Linked DNA regions of Mus musculus: regions 1, 2, 4 and 5 are each linked to region 3. Evidence: chromatin contacts called from public Hi-C and promoter capture Hi-C data. All regions are on one chromosome and are shown on one strand. Each heading gives the region's core, a stretch centred on a gene start, on an enhancer-like site or on the middle of the called end of the contact. The rest is flanking DNA. Distances are from core to core; before and after follow the strand shown.

Evidence for each region. Promoter capture Hi-C pulls out the DNA fragments that hold promoters and counts their contacts. A called contact is a pair of places that touch in the nucleus more often than the background predicts.
Region 1: a contact with region 3 is called in a promoter capture Hi-C map of pre-B cells. The contact joins the promoter of Snx25 here to the promoter of Frg1 in region 3. A contact is called at or near these places in 1 of 39 promoter capture datasets (pre-B cells) and 1 of 484 Hi-C or Micro-C datasets (CD4 T cells).
Region 2: a Hi-C map of B cells shows a contact between it and region 3, with 8 read pairs. The contact joins the promoter of Cyp4v3 here to the promoter of Frg1 in region 3. A contact is called at or near these places in 2 of 39 promoter capture datasets (cranial neural crest and second pharyngeal arch cranial neural crest) and 1 of 484 Hi-C or Micro-C datasets (B cells).
Region 4: a promoter capture Hi-C map of pre-B cells shows a contact between it and region 3. The contact joins the promoter of Ufsp2 here to the promoter of Frg1 in region 3. A contact is called at or near these places in 3 of 39 promoter capture datasets (cranial neural crest, hippocampal neurons and pre-B cells) and 1 of 484 Hi-C or Micro-C datasets (the G1E-ER4 cell line).
Region 5: a contact with region 3 is called in a promoter capture Hi-C map of pre-B cells. The contact joins the promoter of Tlr3 here to the promoter of Frg1 in region 3. A contact is called at or near these places in 2 of 39 promoter capture datasets (pre-B cells and second pharyngeal arch cranial neural crest).

Annotation. Positions count from the first base shown.
Region 1 is chr8:46,150,858-46,154,753 of GRCm38.p6, forward strand. It overlaps Snx25 (sorting nexin 25), which reads right to left and starts at 1,584. Exons shown (of 19, transcript NM_001372342.1): 1 at 925-1,584. The coding sequence starts at 1,299.
Region 2 is chr8:45,331,167-45,334,686 of GRCm38.p6, forward strand. Cyp4v3 (cytochrome P450, family 4, subfamily v, polypeptide 3) reads right to left here and starts at 1,997. Exons shown (of 11, transcript NM_133969.3): 1 at 1,599-1,997. The coding sequence starts at 1,812. The region is part of intron 3 of Gm30504 (a long non-coding RNA gene); the gene reads left to right.
Region 3 is chr8:41,415,690-41,419,571 of GRCm38.p6, forward strand. Frg1 (FSHD region gene 1) reads right to left here and starts at 1,429. Exons shown (of 9, transcript NM_013522.3): 1 at 1,211-1,429. The coding sequence starts at 1,272. It overlaps Gm50494 (a long non-coding RNA gene), which reads left to right and starts at 1,437. Exons shown (of 2, transcript XR_003947538.1): 1 at 1,437-1,560; 2 at 1,662-2,046.
Region 4 is chr8:45,974,118-45,977,864 of GRCm38.p6, forward strand. Ufsp2 (UFM1-specific peptidase 2) reads left to right here and starts at 1,411. Exons shown (of 12, transcript NM_138668.2): 1 at 1,411-1,471. 1700029J07Rik (RIKEN cDNA 1700029J07 gene) reads right to left here and starts at 1,135. Exons shown (of 7, transcript NM_001033148.3): 1 at 1-1,135.
Region 5 is chr8:45,408,240-45,411,882 of GRCm38.p6, forward strand. Tlr3 (toll-like receptor 3) reads right to left here and starts at 2,141. Exons shown (of 7, transcript NM_001357316.1): 1 at 2,061-2,141; 2 at 1,557-1,739; 3 at 427-496.

The DNA.
Region 1 (3,896 bases), core at 334-2,833, 4.7 Mb after region 3:
GAGGATGCCATTCTGAAGTGACAGGCTCTGGAAAGTCATTTTGAAAAGTAGGAAGCTCTTCCAGAAAGTAATAAACGGTTCATGCCATAAGCAAATAGAAACTCTGGGGACAGCAGTCACTCTAACAAACGTTTTTATGAAGTTGAGCCACTGCCATTGCTCTGGCTCCCAAGATCTCGGGCAATTTTAGTTTTATGAAGATATCAATCAGCCAAGTCCGGTAAAATGAAGGTCCTTTTAAAGGGTTATTATAAACAGACTGGAGGTAAAGTTTGATTTAAGGCAAACAGGGTTGGTAGGAAGGAGGGCAAAGCACGTTGAAAATCCAGTTCTTTCCTACGTTCCGCAACATAACCACAACCCTGATGTCCTACACCTGCCTGAGGACAGCTTTTCCTCTTAACAAACGACAGTGGTTCCTGGTGAGCATGCCACCCCCTCAACCCCCTCAAATAGACATCCACCTGAGCTGCATGACAACTTAACCAACATGGTGGAAGACAGGACCTTACAGGTATGAAGTACACGGGGCCCATTGAGTGAGCTCCCTCGGACTGGGTGACCTAACCAAGTTTTCTCTTCTGTAAGCCGTCATAAAGTTATCTCCCAACCACTACAGATCGAAGAACCAAACAGGAGCATCAGTGATGAATGCGAAGCCTGCCTCCCGTGGGTGCTGTAAGCGGATTTTTCTCGGCACTCACCAACTGCACTTCAACATCGGAGACCCGCCTGGATGGATCTCTCTGTGCAGAGGATGGTGGATGAGTTAACTACAGCGCCTAAAACGGCGCGCGTGACCAAGCCCGCGCAGCCCAGTCTTCCGCGGGCTTCGGCTGCCGGAGGGCCACCCGGCCGGAGCCCCCCGGGGTCTGCGCGCGCACGAGGCCGCGGGCACGCGAGGCAGTCGAGACCGGTACTCACCCGCAGCGGACAGCGGACGGTCGCCGCCAGCCGGCTCCAGGAAGAGACGAAGTCCGGCGGCTGGGCGCGCGGGCTCCAGCAGACGAGCGAGACCAGTGTCCCCAGCAGCAAGGCGGCCGCGGCGCAGCTCAGGTACAGGCTGAGGCGCAGCAGCACGGCGCCCGGCCCCGTGCCCGCCGCCGGTCCCCAGCCTGGGACCAGGCAGCACAGCGCCAGCACTGCCAGGGCGGCCACGGCCGCGGGCCCCCGCCAGCCCCAGCCCGGGCCGTCCGCCGTCCGCGGCCGGTCCGCGGAGCCCCGGGCAGCGCGGCAGGCGTCTGCGGCGGACGTGGGGCCGCGGCGGGCGCCGCTGCTGTCGGTGGCATCGCGGTGCATGCTGCTTCCTGGGCCGCTGGCGACAGGCTCATCTCCCGGCCCGCAGCCCCCCGGCGCCGCCCCGGGCCGTGGCCTGTGCGCGGCGCCCCGCCGCCTCGCCGCTCCCGCCGCCGCTCGCGAGGCAAGGGCAGCCCGCGCTCATGCCCTCGCCGGCGGCCCTGAGCGGGAACCGCTCCAACAGACACCGCCGCGCCCCCCCTCCCGCCTCGGTGCCGCCGCCCCGCGCCGGGCCCGCAGCTGCCCGCCGACCGGGCGCGCCCAGGTAGCGGGACCGCGAGGGGGACTGAAACCCCAAGGGCTCGAGACGCGCGGGGGCGGGGGCGGGACCTGCGGCTGAGTGACAGTGGGGCGGGGTCGCCCCGCCCACCCGGGGCGGGGGCGGCCGGAAAGGGGCGCGACCAATCGCAGTGGACCCCGCTACTTCCCGAGCCCCGCCCCCGCCCCCCGGGGACCGCGTCTGTTCGTGGAAAATTTTGCTGCAGGTGTCAGAAGCCTGCGTTGAGCTCCGCTCAGGTACCCCCTTATTTTCGTCTCTCCGCTCCTCGCCTTGCCTACAGCCCCATACCAGACGCCAGCCTTGTTCTCTAGCTCTCTGATTAACCTCGTACTGTCCCTGATCCTCTCTTTTACTACTTTCTTCCAACGGACCCCACTCCACTGCCCAAGGGTAGGGGACTAAGACAAACCTGGAGGAGTCAAGCGAAGCCTGTGGTTCCCACTTACTTATGGAAAGACTCCCCAGTGCCAGAGAGTGTACATAGCTGCCACAATCGATTTGGCTCCGATTTTGTGTTTTTGTTGCCAACAACTACTCGGTACAAAAGCTGTTACCCACGCAAAAGAAACTGGTTCAAAGAATTTTGAGAGAACATATTTTCCTTTCCTCTCTTGACTGCAGCCGGTAGTCTACAGACGATGTTTGCTGAGATGAAAGATGTCCAAATGCTGCTCAATACTGTAACAGAGCTGCCAAAGCCCATAAAGGGTGTTGACTGTCTTAGAGGGATGATGGAAATGAAGGATTTCTGAAGACACTGGGAGAGGAGATAGAGTAGAGAAGACAAAAAAAAAAAAAAAAATGAAATAAGAAAATAAGAGAAGCTTGACAGATAAGGAGCTAGCACCCCCATGACACTGAGATGAAGAAGTCCAGGTTCTTTAACTTGTACTATTTTGTTTTGTGACAGGGTCTCTCTGTGTAAACCTGGCTATCCTGAAACTCACTATGTGGACCAGGCTAGTCTGGACCCCCCCAGAGATCTACTTGCCTCTGCTTTCAGAGTGCTGGAATCAAAGGTGTGCAGCCTAGGTTTGCAGTGTTCGCTAATATGGTGATGGGTAGTGCCCTCCGAGTAGCAGACAAGTAACATAGGTGTTACAATGCAGTGTTATATATTGTGGCTACACTGGGTTTTTGGTTTTGTTTTGTTTTTTTCTGTAAAGGGGTTGTTCCATCTGTAATAAGTATTGTGCCATTTCATCAAAAAAAAGGAAAAAAGTCACAATACTCATGAATAAAGTGCTTGCTTACTTGCTTGCTTAAAACAAAGTATTACACAAAAAAGTTATTATTCAAGAAAAGGTACAGGTATACATTAACAATCCACCCATGTATTCATTCCAGGTCTTCATAATAAATTTCCCCAATGGCATATGGATTTCAAGTGGGAGACGAAGTCATAGATTTAAAAAGCATACCTAAAATTTAATTCTAATAGAATGTAGTATTTAAGTGAATTATTTTTATAACTATTTAAAGACAAGTATGTTTCTCATGTTTCTAAAAGGATTTCTAAAAAGATTTTTAAATTTTATTTTATGCGAGCGCTTTGCTTGCCTGTGTTTGTTTGTGTGCCGTGTGCATGTGGTGCTCTCAGCAAGAAACGAACATGGGGTCCCCAGAACTGTAGGTAGGAACAGCTATGCGTGACCATGTGGATGCTGGGAACTGAACCTGACTCCGCTGTAAGACCACTGAGTGCTCTTCACCACGGAGCTATCTCTCCCACCCCAAGCTTGTCGCTTTTTAATATTAGTTGGTGTTCACAGAACATCACATTCTTTTATATGGGCTAAGAAAACGTAGGAAGATAATGAGTTTCTCATACCAAATGTGATTACAGAGAAAAGCTCTAGACATTTCATCTCCACCCCAACAGATACTGTCGAGCCTGATGACAGATGGAGAAATAGAGGCACTAGAGGAACTTGACTCAATCGCAAAGCTAGTAGACCTTGGAACTAGGATTTGGTGTCTCTCCACATAAGACTCCCTTCAGTTTCAACACTTAACTTCTGTACCACAGCATTTCTGAAGAACTCAATGGCTTTATCATTTCACATTCCAAAGGAGCAAAAACAGGGTTTCATAAGCCCATGAGTCTAAGACCAGTGTGCCGTGCTCTAGAATGTCCAGTGTTGTTGCTCTGTGAGAACAGAAGCACACTTGTTGCCCTGGCATGAACGGAGTGAGTGTAATTAGCAAGGGGAAACTGGCCTAAGGTTTACTGCAGGCCAACTCTGTAACTGAAGTAAGTATGGTTCCCAAGAGTAATGCAGGGCTGGAGATGTGCACACCCACAGTCTGACAACTGCCT
Region 2 (3,520 bases), core at 747-3,246, 3.9 Mb after region 3:
CAGGGTGTTAGGATTCTGCTCATGTTAAAGAGGAATTTTTCTTATCTGGGCCGCTCAGATTCACTAACCTCCTTTAAAAACTCTTTACCAACACTCAAAAATAATACCTTTACCAGGTCTTGGGGTGGTTCATTTTACTGAACATGATGGGGCTCTGTATATAGCAGAGACACTGGACTGTTTCCTGATGGGCATTTTGGGTTTTGTATTTCATCTTCTGCGATTTTCACAGTGGAATGGTTAGGGTAGACTCTCAAGTGTCAGAGTGGAAGGGGATGTTAGCTTTCTTTTGAGTATTATTCAACTAAACAGCATGGGTTTTTATCAACATGGTTCTAACATACATAAAAGTGTTGTTGGATTACTTCTTATAAGTCACACCGATTGTTAGGTGACGAGAATTTGCTTGGATTTCTGCTAGATAGTATTTTCGTACAAACTTTCCCATGGTGTCCCATGTTATTCAAGTTAAGTTGTTGTGACAGTTTTTGTCCTGGGTCGCAGAAGTGATAATAAAGGATCTTAAGAAGATTTAAATGCTTAGCATAGGGAATGCCAGGGTTGTGACATGGGAGTGGGTGGGAGGGTGGGAGAGCACCCTCATAGAAGCAGGGGGAGGGGATGGGATAGGGAGGTTTTGGAGGGGAAACCGGAAAGGGGGATAACATTTGAAATGTAAATAAAGAAAATAACCAATAAAAAATTTAAAAATAAAATGAGATGCAACTATATTAAAACCTATATTAAAGAAGATTTAAAATTGATGGTCAGCCCGTAAAACAACTATTAATAGTTAATCTGAAGAAAAGGTAGGATCTGGTGTAGGTTCTTTTAAAATGTGCCATCTGGAAGTCTCTTCTCAGTTCTGGATGTCCAGGCTTACACAGCCATGAAGATTAAGTGTTAAGACTGAATACACTATCTCTAACAGGGAACCACAGATACCACTATTTTTAAGAACTTTCTGACTTTAGGTATTTTTCTAAAGCAAAAGAACAAAATTTTTTTGCATAAAACATTTCTTTAAAATTATTTCAGGTTTAAAAAACACCACCAACAACAATAACGACAAAAACCTCTCCAATAAGTAAGATTTTTGAACCTAGCCATATAAATTTACTTCAAGGCCCTTGGCAGTAGAGTCTGCTGAAGTGGCCTTGAAAGACTTCCTCAGAAGGATTGATCTACAAAGGCCAAGAGGATTTTAACTGCATATCAATCAATTAATTTTACTTGGAAAGACTGTAACCTGTTCTATACACACATGCTATATACACATATGTATGTTTGCTATGCTCGTTATAGGATGGGAGGCACAAAGCAATTTGGCAGGCACTAGAGTGGAAATGGGTATGGGGAGAATTAGGAACTTACTCCCTGGAGGGTAAGGGTGAGTTGGAGGGGTGGGGGTGTGGAGGTTGGAAGATTTCTTCTTTCTCCTAGCAGGTCTGAGGGATGTGAAGACCTCAATTGTGGCAAGAAAAAGTTGGGAGGGAGTGGGAGCAGTCCATTAAATAGGTGTCTCTGACTGACGAGGCGCCTAACAGCCTTAGTTAGAGTAGTAGACGGAGTAGACACTTCCTTGTACATACACATACCTGCGTTGTTGGGCTTCATATAAAGCGCGTGTCCCACCAAGGGGTAGGCGCGGGCCACCGACGGGATTGACCGCATCTGCTGCCATTTCCGCGCGTAGCTTACCAGCATCGGAAAGATGCTGATCAGGATAGTGGCGCCGGCCAGGGAGACCGCGCTCGCTGCGCCCCAAAGCAATAGTTTCTGCCCACTGAGCCCTAACCACAGCCACAACATCTCTCTGATTCCCCTCTTCCCTCTGGATTGCCAGTGAGAAGGTGGCGACCAGTCGCTGCCGGGTGCAGAGGAGGGAGGGACAAATTCGGGAACTCCAAGCTCCCGGCTCAGGGCTCAGGAAAAAGAACCCCCGGGGCACACCAGGTCCTCTCAGATCTTCCAGCTCTGGAGCTGGGAAAATCTGTAGCGTCTGCACCACGCCCTGGGGACAAACTTTCCGAGGGGGCGGGGAAAGCTCCCGCAGGTTTGTTGTGATGCCCTGCACGAGTCTGCGTACTACGCGCCAGCCACTGGGGTTCAAGGCGAAAGCGAAAGACCGGAACAACTTCTGAGCTCTGAAGTTCAGAATGCACGTGAAAGCTCACGGTGTGGAAAGATGAGGATGGCGGAGGAAGTCGAATTTAGGGTAGCTTCGGGATGGAGAAGAAACTAGAAATTCGCATCGCCAGTTCCGGACACCCTAGGGCCGGCTAATGTGGGCTGTTAAGAATTTTGCAACTCCCTTGCTTTGTGGAAGGATTACAGATCTCATAAGCAGTCTGTTTTAAAAAATTCAAATGAAGAGTCCTCGGTGTCGAAAGGCAGTTTTTGGAATTCTAAATTCAACTAGCCCTTGCGCAAACCTGCATCAGTTGCTGCCCTAGGGCAGGGCCGGTTGCCCAGGGGCACCGGACACACTCTGGCCCCTGCTTCAGGGTCCGGCACAGCAACCGCCTTCCCATGACCTAGAAGTTTAGGGAAGCCACGTATCCAGTGAGTGTCAGCTGACAGACTGAATCACCAGAACTAAAGGAGAACACAGTCTAGCACTTCCCTAAACATTCTCTGATCAAGGAAAGCCAGAACTAGAGAGAACAAGGGTGGGGATGGAGGGGCTCAGAAGTGGGTGGAAGAAGGCATGCTATGAGGAGGGTTGGCAACAGTAATGGGGCACAGTCAAAGTGAAGCTAAAATGCCAAGCCTGCAGAAAGGGAAAGGCCAGAAAGAAGAAGCTAGCAAAGTTATTTACTAGCTACCCATGGAGGTCTCCAGCCTGAACAGGAGTCCCTGTTCTACACCCCATTGTCCTTACCAAAGGGCAGGATGAGAAGTGCCCTTGCCTACTGCACACTGGGGAGAGTGCCAAGAAAGTTGAAATCCACAGATGCCCTGGATTCTCATTTTCTTGAGAATGTTATTTTCATACAGAGACTGCATGGTGTGCCCACAAACACCCGTGTGGCCTCTGGGACCTGAAGAAAGCACATCTAGGGCTTTCCTCAGTTGAATTTTTAAAAACGTATTACATTCTTTTTAAACTGTATGCAAGCATGGAGATCAGAGGACAACAACCCACCATGTGGTTTTGGAGGCTCAAACGCAAGTGGTCAAGTTTGGTGTCAAGCTCTTTGGCCAGCTGAGCCATGTTGCCCACCCCTGCAGTTACTTTTTACAAAAGAGCCATCTGGTGTGTACTGTCAGGAAAAGAAGTTCATAAAACATTAAGTGAAAGAGCAAAAGAAAACAAATGACGAAGCAAAATATACATTGTTACATTATCGTAAGTATTCAAAGTAGCATGTTATATAGTGTATGTATCCACACTAGTGTAGAACATTAATATATTTCATAAAACATAGTAATATAAATATAGATGCTTCATATGCTGTGGATAATTATGAATATTCCTTCTCTTTGATATCTTTTGACTCAATTATTTCCATTCAGT
Region 3 (3,882 bases), core at 179-2,678:
TGGAAAGCAGTCGACAGAAGCTGGAAGGGCGGGCAGAAGGGTGTGACTATTTAATGGTTGGTTAAACAGTCTCCTTTGGAGTGGCAAAATGCTTACTGACTAAATAGTGGTGAACTCGTAAATATACTAAACCCCACTAGCTGTACACTTTAAAAGGAGTTTATGGCTTATGAATTACAGCTCCATAAATGGAAACACGAGGAGAGATCTTAGGGGAAAAGTGATTATTCAGAGTGCTTACAACAAATTCTGAGCCTTGCTGTGGTTGCAGCCCAAGCCTTTAATCCCAGCACTTGGGGGTTGGTGGGGTGGGGGAGGTGAGGCAGGTGAGTGTCTGAGTTCATGGCTATCCTAGTCTACAGAGTTAAGTTCCAGGACTACACAGAGAAACCTTGTCTCAAAAAAACAAAGAACCAATCATGGAAACATGGAAAGCACTACATAGGTTTTAATAACTGCTGTCTTAACTTCTTTGTATTTTATCGACAACATCTTCAGAAGCAAATTCTAAATTTTAAACAGTTTCAGATTCGGTCAGGATAAAGCTCCGAGCTCATTCAGCACGAAGCTCGCTGACAAGTACCTGTTGAAACTGCTTCAGCGGTGATACAGGAAATAAAGTGTTCAACTTTGGCTAGATCCTTCAAGAGGACGGAAATAGGATCGGGCAAGATATCTTTCTCTATAGGGCTAACTATAAATCACACCCACATGCCTCCACTTGGCTGTTATATTCTGAGTTGGCTGTCTCATTCAGTTCTCATAACTCTTTTTTATAGTCTCGAGGAACAAGAACCAGCGTCTAATAAATCAGCAAACGAACCATCAACCCATCACCGGTGCGAATTCAAGGTCCCGACTCACACTATGATGCAGCTTTGCCTGCCCCCTACATATTACACTGCAGAGAATCAGGGCGTTTTTGTTTGTCCGCTTGCTTTTTCCATTTGCAGGAAAGACCGGTGGAAAAAAAAACTTTCCTTAAAGCAAGTTATCAAGGCAGGCAGGGGGAGGCCTGGGGGGGGGGGCAAAAGTAGGACTCCTGGTCTCTCCGTTTCGGGGGATCCCCGGCCACGCAGCGTCAGCTAAGAAGTGTCGGGGAGGCTGTCCACGCAGGTCTGAGTGTCCTGGGTGGCTTGGCTACCCCGTCCCTTGAGCCCCGGGGATGGATGCACTGAGAACCGCGCCTCCCTCCCGAGCGCCGCCTCACCTCTTGGCTTTAGTGCCCTTGAGCACGAGTTTGGTGGACTTTACATAGGAATATTCGGCCATGGCCCGGCTCGCTGAAGTGGCAGCCTCTGGCAGAGCTTCCGTAGGACTGGGAGGAGGAGGAAGTGGCTCTAACGGCCGGAGCTGAGCGAGTCCCCGAGGAACTCTCGGTCTTCTTCAACCCAAGGCTACGATTCTCCGGCTTCCTGTTTACTGCTTCCGATGCACTACGGCGGCCGTGGAGGGTCCAATCACGTCAGCGTTCCTGCGGCGAAGTCCCGGATGTTCGCGGTTTTTTTTCCCCCCCAAACCAGGCAAAACTTATAGAGACGCCCCCTGGTGGAAGCGAAGGTATCCAACAGTTTCCTGCTGCCGAGGTTGTAAAGACCATACCTGGATTGGATGAGCCAGATGTTGAAAGGATCAAATCTATCTGCCCACTCTCTTTGCAGCGGACATCGCACCAAGTACCCGGCAACCCGCCAGACTGGGCCTGCACAGAGAAACCGAGATGTGTGTTCTGTGGAGGCGTGGGTCACAGCCTTGGCTTCGGGCAACTTTATCAACGACTCTGGCTCCAGAGTTGTTAGTTGTGTTGTACATGTTTTACTCGTGTATTGTGTATGAGTAACACACAAGAAACAATTGAGGAATGATACAATGTATAGTTGCTAACTACTGGTTTCTATCGCAAGTGCTGAAGAGACTTTGGTCTCCACACCGAATACTGTCTTTCCCTGTAGTCTTGATCCAGCCAAGTGCGTATTCCTTTTGCCTCCTCCAATCTTCCCCGCAATGTTATAACTCCCTTCCATTACAAACAATGCACCGCTGATACAGCTTCTGTGTGATCTTTGGTTTTTGTGAAAGAAACATGAATGCTGTTAGAATCAAAAAATGGAATGGCTTTGTCAACACTTGACAAATATAAAACACTTTTGAAGGAATGATTGATGGCAGCTCTGGCAAGGGATGACGTGCAAAGATATTCTAGGTCTGTGTGATCTGGCTGGAATCCAGACACACACTTAGTACACACCTTTAATCCTAAACAACGATGTCTAATTGAGGGGCAAACAAAGTGGTGAATCAGAGGGAGATTTGACAGAATATGCTCAACGCTCATCTGAGTGGCACAAGAGAGAGAAGCTATTCAGGTCAGGGGCAAGTTCAGTCTTTAGCGCTTGTCAGTCAGTGGGGAGTCAGAGTGGCGAGTACAGTACAGTGGAGTTGAGTGAGTTCCTTCATGAGCTCCTGCAGTTCAGTGAAGGTCAGCAGAGGCAGTTAAAGCCAGAGAATGAGAAGCCAGAAGATTAGAATAGATTACCAGAGTTAGTTTGAGGGCAAGCAGAGCAACTCAGGAGACACGGAGAGAAGCCAGATGAAAATCAGTCAGCTTGGAGAGGAGTTGAAGCCAGAATAGATTAGCTGAATCAGCCAGCCAGAATTTAGAAAGGAGTGGAAAGGGTGAGTTTATTCAGCAGCAAGCCTCTGAGATGGCGATTACATCTAGCAAATAGAAGATATTTTTGACAAAACTATCACAAAGATACTGCCTGAACTCCAACCTTGCACAGAAACTGCCCACAACCTCATACAGGAAACACTTTTGCAAGTACTTCTCCCTATCCAGCAAATAAATACAGGGTCTGTTATTTGTAACTCAGCCAATGATTATTGCTTAAAAGTATCTGATTTAACTCTCTTTATCTTTGTCTTGTCTTTTCTGGTGCTGGGGACCTGGCTTTGTGATAGGAACAGAGCATGCAGTTTAGGGTAAGGCCCTGGAAAACTGCACAAGCAGGAATGACCACGCTTTTCCCAAGAACACCAGAAGGGAGCTGGGTGTCTTCTAACTTCTGAAAGAGCATCCTTACCTGGAGATGACCTGAGAGCGCGACCAAAGCTCAAGGCACTAATCTTTTCTGGAACTGGATCTTTGGCTTTTCTTGGTGAAATAGGTCTTGTCTCATCCTCAGGTTTAGCCCATCCCATAAATGATGCTGGGGTTATGGCTTAAGAGAGGCAATGCCACAGTAGTCTTGATCAGAGCTCTATAGAAGTCCATTAAGGAAGAGACACTTTCCTTTGGAAAATAAGATAAAATTTCTCTCTCTTTTTTTAAAGATTTATTTACTTATTAATATGTAAGCTGTCTTCAGACACCCCAGAAGAGGGTGCCAGATCTCGTTGTGGATGGTTGTGAGCCACCATATGGTTGCTGGGATTTGAACTCAGGACCTTCAGAAGAGCACTCAGCGCTCTTAAGCGCTGAGCCATCTCTCCAGCCCCCAGAATCTCTGTTCTTAGGTAGAGACCTAAAATCTTCCCCCCACTTTGAAACAGGGGATGTCTGGGTGTCCTTGGCTGTTTTGGAGCTTGCTCTGTAGACCAGGCTGGCCTCAAATCTTAAAGAGATCTGACTGCCTCTGCTGAGATTAAAGGTGTGTGCCCACCCCCACCATTGCCCAGTGAGACCTAACATTCTAGCTAACCAAGATTATGAGTTAATAAATCTGGGCTTATCATTCACCAGGCAGAGACCATTCCCCAAAAAGCAAAGGCTAATTTACCTTAAGCCTTGGGTAAAGAGACCAGAGAAATAATTATCCCTGTAGTGAGATAATGCCTTTCCTTTCCTGTAACTTTTCCTTTTCCCCATCTCTTTCAGCT
Region 4 (3,747 bases), core at 161-2,660, 4.6 Mb after region 3:
CTTTCACATTGTTCTTTGGTTTTGTTTTTACAATGTATAACAGCCAACTCTCTCAGTCCGGTGAACGATCTCTCTCTCTCTCTCTCTCTCTCTCTCTCTCTCTCTCTCTCTCTCTCTCTCTCTCTCTCGTGTAAAAAGGACCTAATGAGGCTGCCGCAAGGGGTGCTCTCAGAGTGAGACAGCCAGCAGGCTAGTACGGGCACACCCCAACACACAGCTTGCTTTAATTGGACAGTCATGGAGTTGGTCTCTTCTCCTGGAGATTCTCCGCTTTAACACCTTCCCAAGCTTCATTAACAGTCATCTTATATCCGTGGTTTGGCACCCTTTATTTTCCCCAGTGAACTGACAGCTAGGAACCATGAACTGAGTTTCAATCTCCTTCACCACATTCTTGAGGCAACGCTGCCCAGACTGGAATGGAACTCCTGGAATCAGGGAACCTCTGCCCTAACCTCCGGAGCGGCTTGAACGACAAAACCCCTTTAGTTTTTTACCATTGTCGCCCCAGCGCTTGCGGCCAATGCCTTCAACTTTGTCCCTACAATAAACTCTTTAAGTAAAACTTACAAAGTATTCATTCACACATTTACGCAATGTTTTTTGCAACCCTCTCCTTCTGGTCAGGTAGAAGTAGGAAAACAGACTTTAAAAGGCATAAATTTTGGTTTATAATCACGTAGACACGAAAATCGTGGGATTCTACCCAAGTAGAATATGGCAAGTTCCCTTCAAAAAGTTTGGCTAAGAAGGTTCCTCTGTTACAGCCCTGTCCACTGCATCCTTGCAATTTACTCAATAAATTCTTTTCTACGCCAGGAAAAAAAAAAAAAAAGTTTGGCTAAAAGGGAGAAACTGCAGAAAATAAATGGACTGATTGTCTAAGTTATTCCCTCTAAGGAAAGGTAGCTTGAAGTAGGCAGGTAGCTAAGGAAAACCCATGTCTGCGAGGCCGAGTCACCTCTCCAAAAGACACCTAATCCCACAACCAGAATCAGATGGACCCTGCTCCGGTCGGGGATCACTCCACAGCAGAGCCCGAAGAGCTCGAGGCCACGCGCTTGGCCGGGGCTCCAGCCTAGAGCGCAGCAGCAGAGGCGCGCGCCGCACAGTTCCGCAAGCTGCCGCTGGCGCATGTTAGGCCGCGTTGCCGTGGGAACGGGAGAACCCTTTCCCAACGTGCTACTGTAGGCCCTCGGAACGTTCGAACCCGCACGGCGCGTCCACGAAAACGGAAGAAAGGCCATAGAATACGTAAGTCTCAGCCAATAAAATCTCTCGAAACTAAGCCTTCTGTTTCCCCGCCATCGGCGAATAGTTTCCCTGTGGTACGCTCCGTGATGGTTGACGCGAAGCATTCTGGGAGTTGTAGTCACCTGTCGGAGCCCCGCAGTCGGCGGGCGTGACGTCACTTCCGGGACGACCCTTGCTTGCACGAAGTAGGTGTTCTTGCCATCGCCAGTGGTGCTTGGTAAGTGATTCTGGTTGTCAGTGACCTCCCCGTATTTACCCCTAGGACTTCGTCAACCGTTAGGAGAATGGCTCCAGGCCCCTAAAAGGAGCTGCTCCTGAGAGGCCAAAAGTCGCGGTACAAACTATCCTCACTTGGATCTCTTGGGTGATCTGGTCACCAGCAGCACCGGGTCATGCGACTCTCCGGGTCAGTCAGTGCATCTTGACAGTAAGGCACTATTTGTCGTATTTAGAAGCTAGCTAAAAGAACTTTTGGTTTTGAAAAGATAGACCTAACTTCCTTAAAATAGTCTTCTCCCTTCGCTTACGTGGCACAGAACTCTCCAGCTTCCCCCTTCTCCTAGCTCAGCTAAGTCCTGCCATCTGTACCGCAGATGATAATCTTCAGCTTACACCCTGAGCTTTCTCTCCGAACCCAATTCATAAGTCTAGTCAACTGCTTCCACTTAAATAAATCATTCAAACTCAGCAGTTACAGAGCCGGCTCATCATTTCCTGTTCTCCCCGCACTCTTCCTTCAGAATTCCCATTCGATAACCCAGCTCACCCCTCCTTGTGCCCACCAAACCCTTGACAAACTTGCCTCATCTCAAGAACAAAGTCAATAATCAAGTCTGGGTTCTACTTCTGGCTGGCTGTATTAAAACCTTCTTTACCGTCCTTGAGCTTTGTCCTTGCTGTCCGTCCATGGGTCATAGTCTAAGTGATCTTTTGCTTTGGTTTTAGGACAGAGCCTCACAAAACCCAGGCTGTCCTTGAACTGGCTACACAGTCAGGAATGACTTTGAAATCCAGACCTTCCTGCCTCTACCTCCCAAGTGTTGGGCTTACAATCGTATACATCAGCCTTCCTACATGTTGTTTCAATTAAGCGAACCTTCACCAATTGGCCACTGTGCTTAGAATGGGCTTACACACATAAGAATACCTCTTTACCTTGGAAAATTTAAGGCTTCTTTTATGGGCTACTTACCTGCCCTTCGAATTTCAGCTTAAATATTACATCTTCATAGAGTATCTTGCTTTAAAAGCCTAAAGAGACCCTGGCGCTTTCACATATGATTGCTTAAAGAATTGTCATAACAACCCTGGTTGAAGTACCATATCTTTTCCCCATTTTTTACAGAAAAGAATAGGCGTGACTGATTATGTTAAGCAGAAATCTTATTGTATAAGTACCCGAGTTAAACCTTACTCTTGCTTGTCTTTTCTTTTTTCTTTCTTTTCTTTCTTTCTTTTTTCTTTTTCTTTCTTTCTTTCTTTCTTTCTTTTTTTTTTTCAAGACAGGGTTTTTTGCTTGTCTTTTCAATCTTCAGTTTATGTAAGTATTTTTCTTACTCAAATGGTAATGTTGTTCTAAATTTATCAAACTTCTCACTGGTAGTTCTCACAGTATTTTCCAGTTTTGAGGGGTTTAGTTTTTTATGATAAACAACAGAATGAATGGACAGCATTATTAAACTTTTTGTTGTTCGCTTAGAATGAAGTTAATGGAGTGAAATTGGGACATGGTGTAGTCTTTGAACAGGTTACATAAAAGCTGTCACTCTTGCAGAGATGTGACAAGAAATTTACAAAATAAAAAACTGCACCGGCACCTACTTCATAATGTTCTGACAATCAAAGGTAATATATGCCCAAGGTTCAGTCATTTGAAGCCTTAGGAGTCAGTTCTAGCTCACTTGTTCCAGAATAGGGTTTGTCTGAGGGATTCATTGCTGTGAACAGGCACCATGACCGAGGCAACTCTTATAAGGACAACATTTCATTGAGGCTGGCTTACAGGTTCAGAGGTTCAGTCCATTATCAAGGCGGAAACATGGCAGCATCCAGACAGGCATGGTGCAGGAGTCGCTGAGAGTTCTACATCCATCTGAAGGCTGCTAGAAGACTGGCTCCCAGGCAGCTAGGACAAGGGTCTTAAAGCCCACACCCACAGTGACACACCTACTCCAGCAGGGCCACACTTTCTAATAGTGCCACTCCCTGGGCTAAGCATATACAAACCGCCACAGGGTTCTTCTGTTAGTGTCTTTTGGGTTGCTGTAATAAGACACCGTGCACATGACCAAGAGTTTAGTTGGCCTTATGGTTCTGGAGTTAGTGCCTATGGTTCTATCATTAGTGCCTATGGTGACGAAGCAAAGCCATGACTTGGTGAAGCCTCTGGAGCAGCATATGAGAGCTCACATCTTGATCTGCAAGCAGGAGGCAGAGAGCATCGTGGGAATGGTGGGAGGCGTCTGAAGCCCGAAGCCAGCCTCTATGGCACAC
Region 5 (3,643 bases), core at 891-3,390, 4.0 Mb after region 3:
AATAAGATGCATTTTAAGTATGTATCCTCTGACTTGGCAAATGAATTGATTTGTGTAACTCAAATCCAAAGAATTCCTCTCTCCCCTTTTCAGTTAATGTCTACCCTTACTCCCAGAAGCAACCAGTGCCTTCCCTACAGATTAGTCCTGTAACCTCAGAAAATGGGATCTCATTCATTCTCATATACATGACTGCCTTTATTAGTGCATTAGTTTTGAAGTTCACCTGTAATATGTTTTTAAAACAATTGCCTCCCCTTTCCCTCAGATGATATGGTCATGACCCCCAGTGATCATATGATATTTACTGATTTTTTTTCTATGCATGTGAGCCTATTATAAACTTTGCATTACAAAACAGATTGCAAAGTAAGAGACAGGCAACTAGCAAATTTTCCTCGAGGTATTGTTTTCACCTCTACTTACCAGATTATGGGTGCAATCCCTGTATCATATTCTACTCCTTGCTTAGGTAACATCTATCCCTCTGGAAAGACTGTAAATAGAAATTAGAATTACTAAGGACCAATGCATTTCCAAACTGTATCCCTGAATAACTGAAAGACAGTCTCAATCTGAAAACAAACTTCATTGAGAGTGAAAAGCAAAAAAAAAAAAAAATCCACCCCCCCAAAAAAAATCCACTAATGAAGCAGGCTGCATGAAAAACAAGGTCATGAGTGACTAGAATGTTAGGGAATTCAGAATGGTGACCACATGCACAAGCAGAAAGACAGAGAAAGTGGGAGGGGGACAAATCCTAAACAGCGTGTTAAGGAGATCATAAAACTTTTTTCATCAGTAACACGAGTTAGTAGGTAATAGTTAATAGTAAGGAAAAGCTTTCAAAACAGTTAGATACGTGTCAACACAAAATCACATCATAAAGTCATGAGAAGAGCTTATGACAACTTCTATATGGTGAAGGTTGACTGCTTTCCCCAAACTAGTCCATAATTTGCCAGCCTGGTTTCTGGCCTTACTCTACAACTTCCAGAACAGCCTGCCCTCCTCTCCTGCTGCCCTTCTTCATTCTGTAACAGAAAGTGACTGGCCAGTTCCTAGAAACATCTGAGAATTTGTCCTTTCTCAAGAACATTGTCATGGAGTGCCAGGTCTTCCTTTCTAGCTCACTAAATACAAAGGACTTTTTAACCTTCTGCGTTTTTGTTGTTGTTGTTGTTGTTGTTGTTTTATTTTGTTTTTGGAAAAGGTGCAATTTTTTAAAAAGTATTTTTAACTACCTTTTAATATAATCCTTTTACTTGCTCTTTGATGATTTCATACTATTCATTACACATACATATGTATTTTGATCTTGTTTACCCCTTACACCCCTCAGAGCCACATTCACCCACTTTTTAAAGCCTTTTACAAAATCACTTTGAATGCTTTCTCAAAGTATCTTTCCAAGAAGAGAAGTCTATAGAGGAAGTATGTTCTTGCTGCTGTTGTTTTAGTTGCTGCATAAAATTGGCATTTCATCACAAGATATCAGAATTTGTAGCTAAATTTACATTTGGAACTATGGTGCATTTTTCCCCTTCTCCCAATACCTGCATCATCTTCTATCTTCTTTTGGTGCGCGATTGTGATTCAGGCAGTTTAACTTCCCAGATAGAGAACAGGTGCGTCAACCTCAAAAGCCAAGTACATTCTGATTTTACTCAGCCTGAGGTCCTGCATCCCCTTAGTTTTCATTCAGACTTTTTTTTTTAAATCACACATTTCCTTTCAGCCTGAAAGTGAAACTTAAGTTGAGAGAGAGAGAGAGAGAGAGAGAGAGAGAGAGAGAGAGGGGGGGGGGGGGAGGGGGAGAGGGAGAGGGAGAGAGAGAGGATATTTTCAGCGAAACAGTTAAATTGTTATTAAACTGTTACCCTTTTTTAGTTTCTTTTTAAGGGCCTCCTGGGATTCATTGAAATGGTCACAAATCGACCTTCAGGGAGGAAGGTGTAAGCCGAGGAACCGGCCGCCGCCTGGGGGCAGAATTCTGGAAGTCAGTAAGTTTCTGGCTTCAGAGCCAAGCCCTCTGCAGTGGGTTTCAGATCCTTGCAAACCTGTGATATGCGCAGTGCATGGTCTGAGGTTGGGACTGCCGCCCAGAGACCCAGAGTGCTGGTCGGGAATCGCGCATAGTGGGAGGGGCCAACAGGGACCGGCCGTGTGGGGAAATGGGATGTGTCTAAACAAAGTGAAAGCCATTCACTTACCTCGCTTTATCTTCTTTGCAAAATGAGTAAAGTCGAACTTAATCTCTTAGGTAAAAATGGCCATCCAGTTTTCCAGCAGGAAATGTTGAGGACATCTCGGACACAGGAGGAGGTCCTGCCTCAAAAGCAGGAAACTCCCAGAAACAACTAGGCCGGGAAATAACAATGGGGGAAGGGAGCAGGGAGGGAGGAAGGAAGGCAGAAGTTTGGTCCAGCACTGGGTGTCACAAAGAGCCTTTCTTACTCAAGCAGGCCCAGTTTTCCACAAAACCCACAAATTAGGCATCAGTAGGCATCTGTTTGGTCAGAGAAGAGCTCGGGATTAACTCCTTCTTCCTCAATTAGCTATGAGGACTCCAACTGGTTAAAGAAACGGAGTTGCAAGGGAATGAAGTCAGTTTTCTTTTCATTACAGATGAGCAATGACATAGTATTCAGCCAGGTTGTTATTTAGTTTTAAAAAAAAAGTTAAACGTAATAAAGCATACAAGAAATGGGAGAGCACCTGACCTGATCTTCTTGTCTTGAAGCCAAGAGAGGGGAGTGCCTGAGCTCTCAGTCAATAGTTCCTTTGTTTGGCAGAGGTGAAAGTGGAAAAGGTGAATGGCCACAGAAGTGAAAGCAAGAAGTAACTTTGTATCCTGGTGCAAATTGCTCTTCCCTGGCCCCAGGAGGTTACTTCCTGTGGTTACCTGGCTCATGGCTACACTCTTAGCTCAACACCATAAGCAAGCACTTTGTCCTCAGTAAATTAATGACCTCTACATTGATCCACCTGGATGCCAACACAACGTTGATAGTCTTGGCAAGATTTCACCTCTGTGGGTTCCTTGAAAACAGGTTGGGCTGCATTTTTGTAATTTTACTTCTGACACCATCTCACAGAAGAACTTGCTAGCCTCTAAAGGACTAGTCTCCTGACAGAGAATCGGCTGCTGTATGGTCCTCTCCCACACTGACCCTTGGCTTGGGTAGCTTTGACCAAGTGGATATCTGTCTGGTTCTGAGTCCATTAGGGAAGCCTGATAAGTGCCTCTGTATTTAAGACTTGTCTTCTTGGAACACCAGTCTCTCTCAGGCTTCATTGGAATCTGGGGCTCCAATGCTATGCAATCAGAAGCCTAGATTAGCTGTGCAATGGATATAAGGAGGGGAATGTGCATGCTCACGAACACCTAGGAGATGGCTAACATGGACTCTGGCTGCATGGGAGACAGTCCTCCAATCTACTTTAACTTACTGCAGTTTCTTCAGCAATGACCTTGAATGACCTTCTTCAACAAGTTCTGCCAACATCCCAGAAAAGCTGCAAACCATCTTGCTGCTGCTTTACTGTTTAGAAATGGAGTGATAGGCCATGCAGCATTAGATAAGTACAATATACTTCCTCTATAATCTATAATATCTTATGCTTTGTAATTCTTTACAGA